Regions from separate parts of the Oryzias latipes genome. Here region 2 is linked to region 1. The links are chromatin contacts, called in public Hi-C maps. All regions are on one chromosome and are shown on one strand. Each heading gives the region's core, a stretch centred on a gene start, on an enhancer-like site or on the middle of the called end of the contact. The rest is flanking DNA. Distances are from core to core; before and after follow the strand shown. Region 1 holds the start of LOC101158653 (ras-related protein Rab-19-like). Region 2 holds the start of ccdc146 (coiled-coil domain-containing protein 146).

Region 1 (5,135 bases), core at 925-3,424:
GAAAGTGTCAGGAGAGCAGTTGTCTTGGCCCCGATGGGGAGAATACAAAGAACTTTGTGTTGTCATTGAGAAAACTCCCCAAGGACTGAACCAACCTCTCTGGTGTCGTAGCAACTACTTCAGAATCACCAGAGACCATGCAGGGTCTCCTTTTACCAAACCAGAAACAACATTTATTTAGAATATTTTTAACTATATCAATCCTTTTACATGTATGACTAACAGTCCGTTTAAAAAATATATTTTTCGTTTTTCTCACGTGTTGGCTTTGCAAACATTCCAGATAAACCAGTACATACTGTAGATTGTTTTTTTTTATAATAAAAAAAGACCTGTCACAATAACTGCTTATGATGACACAAGAAAGTGTGTGCATTTCTGTCAGTGGAATGAGGATCTGGAATAACACAGAGGGAAGTATCATAAACATGTTCAAATGTTTAAAAATGAGTTGAGAATTTTAAGTGTATAAATTAGAAACAAGAGGCTTAATGGGACCATGTACAGACAATTTCCTGAAGTTATTTCTGATACCTTAATGTGTTTTTTTTATCTTTAATTTATTATATGTTTAACACGTAAAAACAATCATTGTAAGATGTTTTAAAAGAAAGATTTTCTTTCACTCCTTTACTCCTCCTTTACTTTGTGATTGAAAAAGGGAAATCAAATCAAACCAAACATCGGAAAAGCCAAATGAAGCCAAAAGCTTCCTTTTATCAATTTTTACAGCCTTGAGGTTCATAAAAAAGGGGCATTAAGATGAAATAAATAATTCATCTTAATGCACTTTATGACTTGAAAAACAGGTTTAAGTTTGATAATTAGTCATGAATTGCTTGATTTATTTATTTGCGTTGCGGAGTCTTTCTTGTTTGAATATTTTATTGGTGAGAGCATTAAAAAAAAAGTTGAACTCCGTAAAACCCATTTTAGCTCCTTTCTTATACTAAGTTTTGATCGATAGAAAGTGCTTTTCAGAAAAGTGAATGCAGAACTAATCATGATGCTAACTTCCTTTTTTAGAACAACAGGAAGGAGTTCAAGGGGCGTTCTACTCTTTGTCTGCACAGACAGCTCAGGCAGAAGAACCCGAACAACAGGTTCCTCAGGTAAACGGCTCACTTAACTTGTTTCGGGCGGAGCCAAAGTGCGCTGTAACCAAAAGGAGGCGTCACCTCTAAATCGTTTGAGAAGATGAATGACAGTTTGTGGGCATAGGTCACCATGTCCATACAGAACCACGCATCACAATGGAGACCAACCTTGACCTTCTTGCCCTCGATGTCCAACGTCCTGACGGTGAAATCAACCCCGATGGTGTTCTGCTGTTTCTCGGAGAACACCCCAGATTTGAAATTCTGGACCACGCAGGTCTTCCCAACGTTGGTGTCTCCTATCAGAATGATCTTGAACAGAAAATCGAAGGAGTCGTCGTGTTCTGGCCCCGATTCCTGCATGGTAGATCTTTAAAAGTTTGAGGGTTTTTTTGGGACGGAAATGTTCCTTCTTGCTCCTTGAATATTTAACCTTTAAGGTCAAATAATGTTGTGTTTTCTTTATGAGTTTTGACAGACAACTCTGCAGTTCAAGTGAAAAAAGTTCCAGTTATTGAGCAGGTGGTGCACCCAGCAGCAACTTTGTTTAGACTAGGAAGTCCTCATGTGTTTTGCTTAAATTTGCAAAAAATAGAATTTAATAATTCTATTTTTTTTTACAAAATGACAAAAATTCAGTTGCCGTCTTAAAAAAAAAAAAAAAAATTCAAATCAAAAAAGGTTATAACAGGATCAGTCTTTAAAAACAAAAACAAAAAAACCCCACATGTGGGATTTTCTTTCCAGTTTTGTCCTCCTTCGTCCGTACGCCCCCCAGGCAGATCCGACCTCCCCCCTTTCCTCTTGTAGGACAGAACAGACTCAGTTCAGTTTCTCATTTTAGCTCAGGTGTTGACTTACTTTGTTGCCCTCGGCAGAACACGGCATGAATTCACATCCTTTTGGGTCCTCGTGAGTTCATGTTGGGTTCCAGGATCTTCTTTTTAAAAAGGAGTCAGGAGATGGAAGTTATGATCCTCTGGGACACCTGCTCCTCTCACGCTCCGACTTTCTCCTCTAACCTTCTCTTTCTCTCCACATAGCTTGTGTGGTGACAACACAAACCTGCCCCACCTGTTCTCCAGTTATGGCCCTGCCTTGTAGCTCCTGTGGAATTGTGGGAAATGTAGTAAAAAACCACAGAACAAGCTCAACAGATGAAAAGTTTGTTTCCCTGTAATAAATGTTGATGTAGCTTCCTTTATCAGAGGGTATAAGGAAGTAAAAGTGAATGGGGCTTAACTTTATGAGTTTACCTCTCCATTTCATGTAGTTTTACAGTGTAATACTTCTCCACAACATGACAAAACAACAGGCGCAGCTTTTATCTGACGAGGTAAAAGCAGAGACTTTACCTAAAAAAATACAAACTTAAAAAAAGAAAATCAAATCCAATAAAACATTTTTTGAAATACTAAAATGAAATCAGAGCAAATCAAAATGATTTCAAATGCTAACTATCTGGTTTTCCAGTTTTTGCAGCCTTGAAGTTTAAAAGCATTAAGTAAATAAATAATCTAGATGCACTTTATAATTAGTTTAATAATTTATTATTACTATTACTATTTATTTTATATTTGTGCTAAGTGCGAATTAAGCTACAATTATAATTAAAAAAAAGGATTTTTGTGTCCAAAAAATTGATTTTCTTAGAGTACTGGGGATGTAAATTCTGGCATATTTATGTTGTAGCCCTGCTCAGACATTGATTAATATGAATTGTTCTAACTTAATTAAATAAAATAAAAAACTGTAAAAAAAAATAAATAAATAAAAAACAATCAAAAGAGGATCAGACTGAGACTTTAAAAAGTTTGACTAATCTGCCCATCTCCGATTGTAGAGATGTGGAACTGCACTCATGTTCAAGGCCGGATATATGCACTGGCGGGACAGTGCCCCCCACCCCCCATATCCAGTGACTGCCACTTCCCCGGAAAAATCCACAATTTGATGAAAGACCCCCCCCCACACACACACGCACACACACACAAATAAGGGGGCGTGCCCTAACCCGTTAAGTACAAATGGTCATGTCAGGAAAATCTTTGAACAACAAAAAATGTAGCACGGCTTTCTGAGAATTTTGGGGCATCGGAGGGGACACCCCAAACTTTCAGTACACCTTAGCCCCCTCCACACACACACACACACACACACACACACAATGTTTCACCTGCACCCCGTACCAATTAAAATCCGACTAAATCTGGTTTTACATCTGACATGACTGGATTTGAGATTTTAAAAAAGTGAATATTCTGAAAACGAGTCATAATATGTCTGCAGATACAAATTTTTTATTTTATTTAGTGTTTGATTGATTTAATTAACAGTAATTAAGCTTTAATTGCATGTAATAGATCCAAACACGAGTCAAATTCTTTTTATTCGCTCAAAAATTCCGTTGTGGGCATCCCACGTGCAGCCAGTCGGTGCCAACCTTTCCGAGTGTCCTCGAAGGCCTCACAGCCAGCGCACCGGTGACGTGTGCGTGCGGCTGCTGCTGCGGATCCGGAGCTCGGATGCCCTTCCATCCTCCAGCTCAGGTGCGTGGCGGCCGTGGGGAAGAGCCTCTCGTGGGCTGGCAGAGCAGCATCATGCAGAAGAGCTCGGTGGTCGTGGTCGCGGACAAGACGAGCCTGAAGCGGCCGTTCATCTTTGCCAACGCAGTGCACATGGTGGGTACATTCCGATGGGTTTGCATGGAGGTTCACTTCAAGGCCCAGCTGATCTCTGTTTATACTGTGGATATTCATCACAAAAGCTACAGTTAGTCTTTAAATTACTATTTAATTATTAAAAAATAGTTTAAAAAGCTACATTTATTGTAAAAAAAAAACAAAGACTAATAAGCAATCTTTATTGGATTTTTTAATATTCTGACTATAAATAAATGATGATAAAGTACATTTTTGTGTGATTTATTATTAATAACTCATCTGATCATCTTTGTGATCCTCTTTTGTTGCCTCTAATATCCATTCTAGTGCTTATATTCACATGCTGTGCCTCAGATGTGCTTCCTGCAGGGTGGGCCTTGCTCTGTTTTGACTCATAACACTGCAGCTGCTCAGTAAACGAACCGATGCTCCTTCAAGAATGACACATTTCACCTATAATTCAATTAAAAGTTTACATTTTACTCTGAGAACGGGCTCCAGCATGACATGATTTGCAGACTTTTTCCCCTATGAATTGCATGCTGACGTTGTTTTTGCATCTTTTCTCCTCAGGCGCTCTGCTTCTTCATGCTGAGAATGACGGTGGTTTGGCACAGGGACCTGATCCAGAATGGGAAAGTAAGGCTATCGCATCGTTTTCAGAGTCGATAATAGTCGCAAACAGCTCAAAGAAAGCAGCGGAGGCGAGGAATTATTAATGACTGCATTTTTAGACGTTGTTTCTCTGGACGAGTCAGAGAAGCAAAGGGGAAGAGCTTACAAACAAAACTGTAATTTACTACTTTTTATCCAAATAAGGTAGATTTTGAGGAATAGATGAGAAACTTTGCCGTAAATACAGATTTTACAGTGAATCTAAAACAACTAAAAACAAGATTACTTGGTATTTTTTAGATATAAAACAGAGTAGACAGTAAAAGTTCAGTCAAGAAATAGAGACTTGAGACGCGGATATGAATCCCACTTTAGTCTCACATGCAAAGACGTACAGTATAAGACACGACCTCCAAGACTTATATACAAAGTTTAAGACCCGCTCAGATGAAAATCATATTTTTTTACATGTTCTTGTGGCATTTTGACAATTTAATTGACATTGACATGACAATTGAAGAGATATATCCGGAAAATTAAGCTTAAAATTGTATTTCTGAGTAATTCTTTATTTAATTGTGATTTCATTGTGAATCAGGAGCAGACACACACAAAAAATTGTTTCAAAAGATTGTAAGGGGGGTGGGTTGCTCTGTATGGAGCCCCAAATTGTCCATAATTAAAAAAATTAAATATGACCTTGTGCAAACACACAACCACCAATAAATCTCCCATAAACATATTCTTTTCTATTTAGCAA
Region 2 (5,135 bases), core at 1,578-4,077, 150 kb before region 1:
GGTAACGCCATTAGCTTCAACAAGCACTTCAACCACGACCAGAAGTTGTTTTCCACGCCGGACCTGGACAATGACATGTACCCCTCGGGAAACTGCGGCGCCTACTACAGCTCCGGCTGGTGGTTTGATGCCTGCATGTCGGCCAATCTGAATGGGAAATACTACCACAAGAGGTACAAAGGAGTCCGGAATGGGATCTTCTGGGGAACGTGGCACAACATGTCATCCGAGTACTACCCTACCAACTACAGGCAGGCCTTTAAAACTGTCAAGATGATGATACGGCCTAAAAACTATGCTCCTTAGGTGGATATGATAACATTTCTGACTTCAGTTTAAAAAATAAAAAGAAATTACGTTTGTACATGTTTCCACAGCAAAAGAAGCCAATAAAAGCAGTACCAACAAGGATTGTTAAAAATCATAATGTTTTAGGAGTTTTTCTACCGTAGCGAGGTTGGTTTTCACAATAAAAGAGAATGACCTGTGAACAAGGATGACAATAGGAAAATACACATGCAGTGTGAAAGGCCAGCCTCCCACAAAGGGCCATAATATCACACGTGAGGTTAACACGAGCAATTTGTCATCCATCTGTGACATTTCTACACTTGCTGCCTCCTGCTATAAACCCAGCTGAGTCGCGGCGCAGCACACTCCAGCGGTAAAAACTAATGACCTATCATTTTCTCCGCTGTAAATGACTCCATAATTAACAGCAACCACCCAAGTGAGGTATATGAGAGTGGATGATATGTTTTCTTCTTTTTTCGGGGATATGAAATGAATCCAGAAAAGACATCCTGCTGTGAACAGAGTCCAAATGTTACATTATTTTTTCATTGCAAGCTGATCACAAGTTAACATTCTGGTGCCACTAGCTTAAACTACAACAGAGACAGCTTGCCAATGGATTATCTTCCCAAACAATATAAAGCGTGCTGCCGGAAAAGATTCCCCCTGTGAGTGCTACACGCACTGTATTATTGATTCTCTAGAAAATTGTTCCTGACAGCAGCTACTGATCATGACATTAAACAGTTCCAAGTGTTTTTCTAACCTTATTCCGAGTTCGACTATCTCTACTGCACACCTCTTGATGTCATATAACATTCTTTATCTGTAGGCTAACTCACTGTTTGTACAATACTGCTACCTAATGTTTGAAAACTGTACAGCATCATACCATTTTTTTAAACACACTGTGGATGGCAAAGACAAGACAAGAGGATTCAATCTAAGGATGTGTACAGTATTTATTTTGTTTTTGAAAGGTTTTATAGTGCAAATGCAGTAAAGTCCAATTATTGATGGTACTGATGAAGACTGTATATAAACTGTCATCCTTCTTCACCACTCTTGGTTCACATGGATGTTTTCTACGATGCATTTCCATTTGTCATAACCAAAAATATGCACTTTTTATACGAGAGAAATTTAAGTTTTTTTTGTTTTTGTTTTTTCTTGCTGAATGGAGTTCAGTTTTTTTCGTAGTTTAAAGACTCCCTGATGCCTGATCAGCTTTTAGTCTTCTGCTATGAAAACAAAAAGTGTACATAAAAATGTAAGTTTAGCATGTGATATTTTAAAGTGTGTCCGGTCTAGTAGAGAAGCCTGTAAATAGGAAGGATGAGGTGCTGCATGCCCTTAACAGATAAGTGAATGAGATGTTTACTCAAAGAGCGACAGACATTATTGTTGGAAAGTTATTTTAATGTCTATTTACTGTCTGTACTGGTTACTTTAATAAAAAAAATAGTTGTGCTTGAAATTAAGCTGTTTTTTAAATATAAAAAAAAAGTTATTGGTCAGAATTTCCTTTGCATTTACAAATCAGAGTTAGACAAACGACTTCTCTGGCACATAATATGTCATTTAAAACGATTTTATATGTCTGTCACTGTTGAACAATCTGATTGAAAGTGACATGACTCCTTACCTCTTCAAGATATTGAAAAGCAGGACAGGCAGAGACAGCGACGTTGACAGAGGGCTGATCTTCCTGGAGAGATGGATGAGGTGGAGAAGTGTTCCCTTGTTCCTCCATGCCTGGAGGCTTATTATCTTGTTGATCCTCAAACAGAATCTCTAAGGGAAAGCAAACAACTCTATAAATCTACACATATGATTCAACAGAGAATGCACAACACATTACCAGAAATACTATTCTGTAGTAAAAAGGGGTCTATAGGAAGTATACTTGGTATATAAAAGTGAGGCAGTGTACTTGAAGTCTATTTTTCTATACTATCTATATACTGTAAACATGGAATGTTCCAATTTATTTTGTATTCAGAAGTATACATGGTGTAGTATACTTGCTATACTTACAGATATTTAGTAAAATAAACGTTGGGTGCACTACTTTTTGCTAAGAGATATCTGTGCTTAGTCACACGCACAATTTGTGTAGAAAAGCAGAGCAAAAATGGTTAATGATGAGTATAAATTTTAAGTTTGTTATGTGCATTGATTTGATCCGGACGGTTGGATATTTTTTCGGTTGAATTTTTGTTCAGGCACATTTACGAACGCCACGTTAGCTTGAAAAGAAAAAGTTGAGCACGAGCGTTTCGGTTTTGCATACTAAGCTAGTGGCTACCGATTTGAAACAAAAAAAAACAAAAAACAAAAAAACACGAAAGTAAAAGTTTAAAGGTTAATTTTGTTCGTTTATACTCACGCCTACAAGACTTTTCCGCTTCTCCGTTTGCTTGAAGTTCGACCTCAAACAACTTTTAAAAGAGTTGACGAGACAGGCACACGCAGGCAGAGATTTACCCTCTAGTTGTAGCGCGTTACCATGACAACGACGCTGCGCGTTGTCTAAAAAAGACATAAATAAATGAACAGAACCCTAATACGTGTAGCACGTTAGCCTAAAGGTTAAATTGTTAAATTGGAAACACTATATATATATATATATATACACACACACACACACACACACAGACATAAACAGTTCTTGTCAAAGTGTTATGTCCATATTGTTTATCAATTAACTGAGTTAGTAAATTGTAAAGTGCAAACCTATGCAAGAGGTTGCAAGGACATTAACTTTACTACATAAATGCAAAAATTCCCAACTAAAGAACCATAAATTAGGATCAACAAAAATGTGAGTTTTTAGACAGATATAGATTTAATTATTGCAGCTGTTTAAGGGTAACAATATGGTGAATTGATACTAAAGCCTTTTTTTTTAAATAGAACCAGTTGACTTTGTTCTGGTAAGATGTCTTAAAATAAAACACCAAAAGATTAAATTAAATCTTTAAACTTGCTATAAAGACTCATGTTTTGGTATATTGGTCTGCTAATCGGAATTATATCTTTAAATAAGTGCGTATTGGTCAGTAAAATAGTTTTATATCTTTAAAAATTAGGAGGTTTTACACAAAAGAACGTATTTTTACACAGTTTCCCCCAATTATATCTTATTTAAATGCTACAACAGCCCAAATCCTTATTTTTTAGAGCACAAACATGTTAAAATGACTCATTTTGAGATACATTTCTTTAAAAATTACACATAAATATGTGTTTATTTTCAAACTCTTGTTCTGCCATTGCTAAATATATTTGAACTGCTGTGAGTCAAAAGAAGTAAATCATATCATGAAACAAGACAGCTTACCATTCACAAATAAAACTTGAGTAAAATATTGTTTAAAAAATCAGTGCGTTTGCTAAAAATAAGATGTTTTTAAGATCAAAAGACTCAAGATATATTGTCCAAAAAGTGTTATGTCTTACTAAAAAGTTCTAAGTATGTTAGTTTTGTCTTGAATCAAGTATAATCAGATATTTACACAAGAAACCAGACCAAAATACTTTGTGTGATTTAGTTTTGTTGCAGTAAAGAAGATCCATAAAATGATGACTGATTGAAGTTGGTATGGAAGAACTTGACGGGCCTGCAGAGACCTGACTTACACTGATAGAATATATTTGGAATAAATTTCAATCCAACATGCCCTGGAAATGACATTAAAAAAAACTAAACTACAATGTTCCCTCAACTGTACAATTTTTGGCATGAATTAGTGCTCTGTGTGCACAAATTGGCATTATATTGGTATTTTATGTGGAACATTAGCATTTTGTGGATAGTAATCAATATTTTGGTCACAAATTAGCAATAGCAGCTGATATTACTAAAATACTAGTACAAAATACTATTAAAATGCTACTTTGTGGCCACAAAATACTAATTTATGCGCACAGAATACCAAATGGTGGCAACAATTTATAAATTTGAGGGAACAATTTATAATTTTTTCTAAAGTCATGTCTAAGGCGCTGTAATTTTAGTAATCAAATAGCTTTAGGCTGTCATATTATGTCATCCACACACATTAGTCATCCAGCAGAGGGAAGCAGAGAGCTGTGCTCCAGTTTGCCTGCCCTGTGTGTGGCGGCATCAAATGCCAGCTGGATTGGAGGACATGCTGGGAGGCCTACATGCAGAAATTAAAAACAGACTGAGCTGAACTGAAGAGACTTAGGTGATGATGATGTAACACTGCTCTTGACCCATTGCCTTTTTCCCTGCAGGAGTCATCACTCACTCCCTGGAACAGCTGCTGGGGGGTGTTCTTATGTATGAAGTATAAAATACTCAGTTTCTGTTTGAGACCTTTCTTCAAAAAGATTTGTATTGAACTGATGATACTTTGGGTGTTTTAAACCTGTTTAAAAATCATTTCCTAAATAGCTGAATTACTAGTTTTAGACTCCTTAAGTGCTAATTTTTCCCTTACATAGAGGCTCTTGCATGAACAAGCCTTATCGTTATAGTCTGCAGTAATAAAGCCACAGATTTAAGAGTCATTACATTGATGGCTTTTCCCGTTCCTCAGACCTGATTTTCTGTACGATCAAACCAGCCGTTTAAAGTCATCAGGCAAAACGACTGACTTTCCCAGATAATGTCATTTTGTTTGGCTATTATCCCGCACATACAGGATTTTCCCATGCATGAAGGAAAAGAAAAAAGGAAAAAAATCAATCCAAAGCAACAAAAACGAGATAAAACGGGGTGATCCTACCCCAATATGGAAATAAAAAAAGGCTCGACATTCACTGGAGTTTACAAGCCCTCATAAAGTCAGGTCATATCACCTGGTGTTCAG

The links. A called contact is a pair of places that touch in the nucleus more often than the background predicts.
Region 2: a Hi-C map of fibroblasts shows a contact between it and region 1, with 2.9 times the contacts expected there. The contact joins the promoter of ccdc146 here to the promoter of LOC101158653 in region 1. A contact is called at or near these places in 2 of 5 Hi-C or Micro-C datasets (fibroblasts and gastrula embryo).

The regions. Positions count from the first base shown.
Region 1 is chr23:12,462,709-12,467,843 of ASM223467v1, reverse strand. LOC101158653 (ras-related protein Rab-19-like) reads right to left here and starts at 2,174. Exons shown (of 4, transcript XM_004083011.4): 1 at 1,266-2,174. The coding sequence starts at 1,460. It overlaps LOC105357076 (tetraspanin-8), which reads left to right and starts at 3,481. Exons shown (of 9, transcript XM_011491045.3): 1 at 3,481-3,778; 2 at 4,334-4,399. The coding sequence starts at 3,623.
Region 2 is chr23:12,614,099-12,619,233 of ASM223467v1, reverse strand. ccdc146 (coiled-coil domain-containing protein 146) reads right to left here and starts at 2,827. Exons shown (of 21, transcript XM_023952484.1): 1 at 2,684-2,827; 2 at 1,940-2,088. The coding sequence starts at 2,047. fgl2 (fibroleukin) reads left to right here. Exons shown (of 5, transcript XM_011491048.3): 5 at 1-1,770. The coding sequence ends at 306.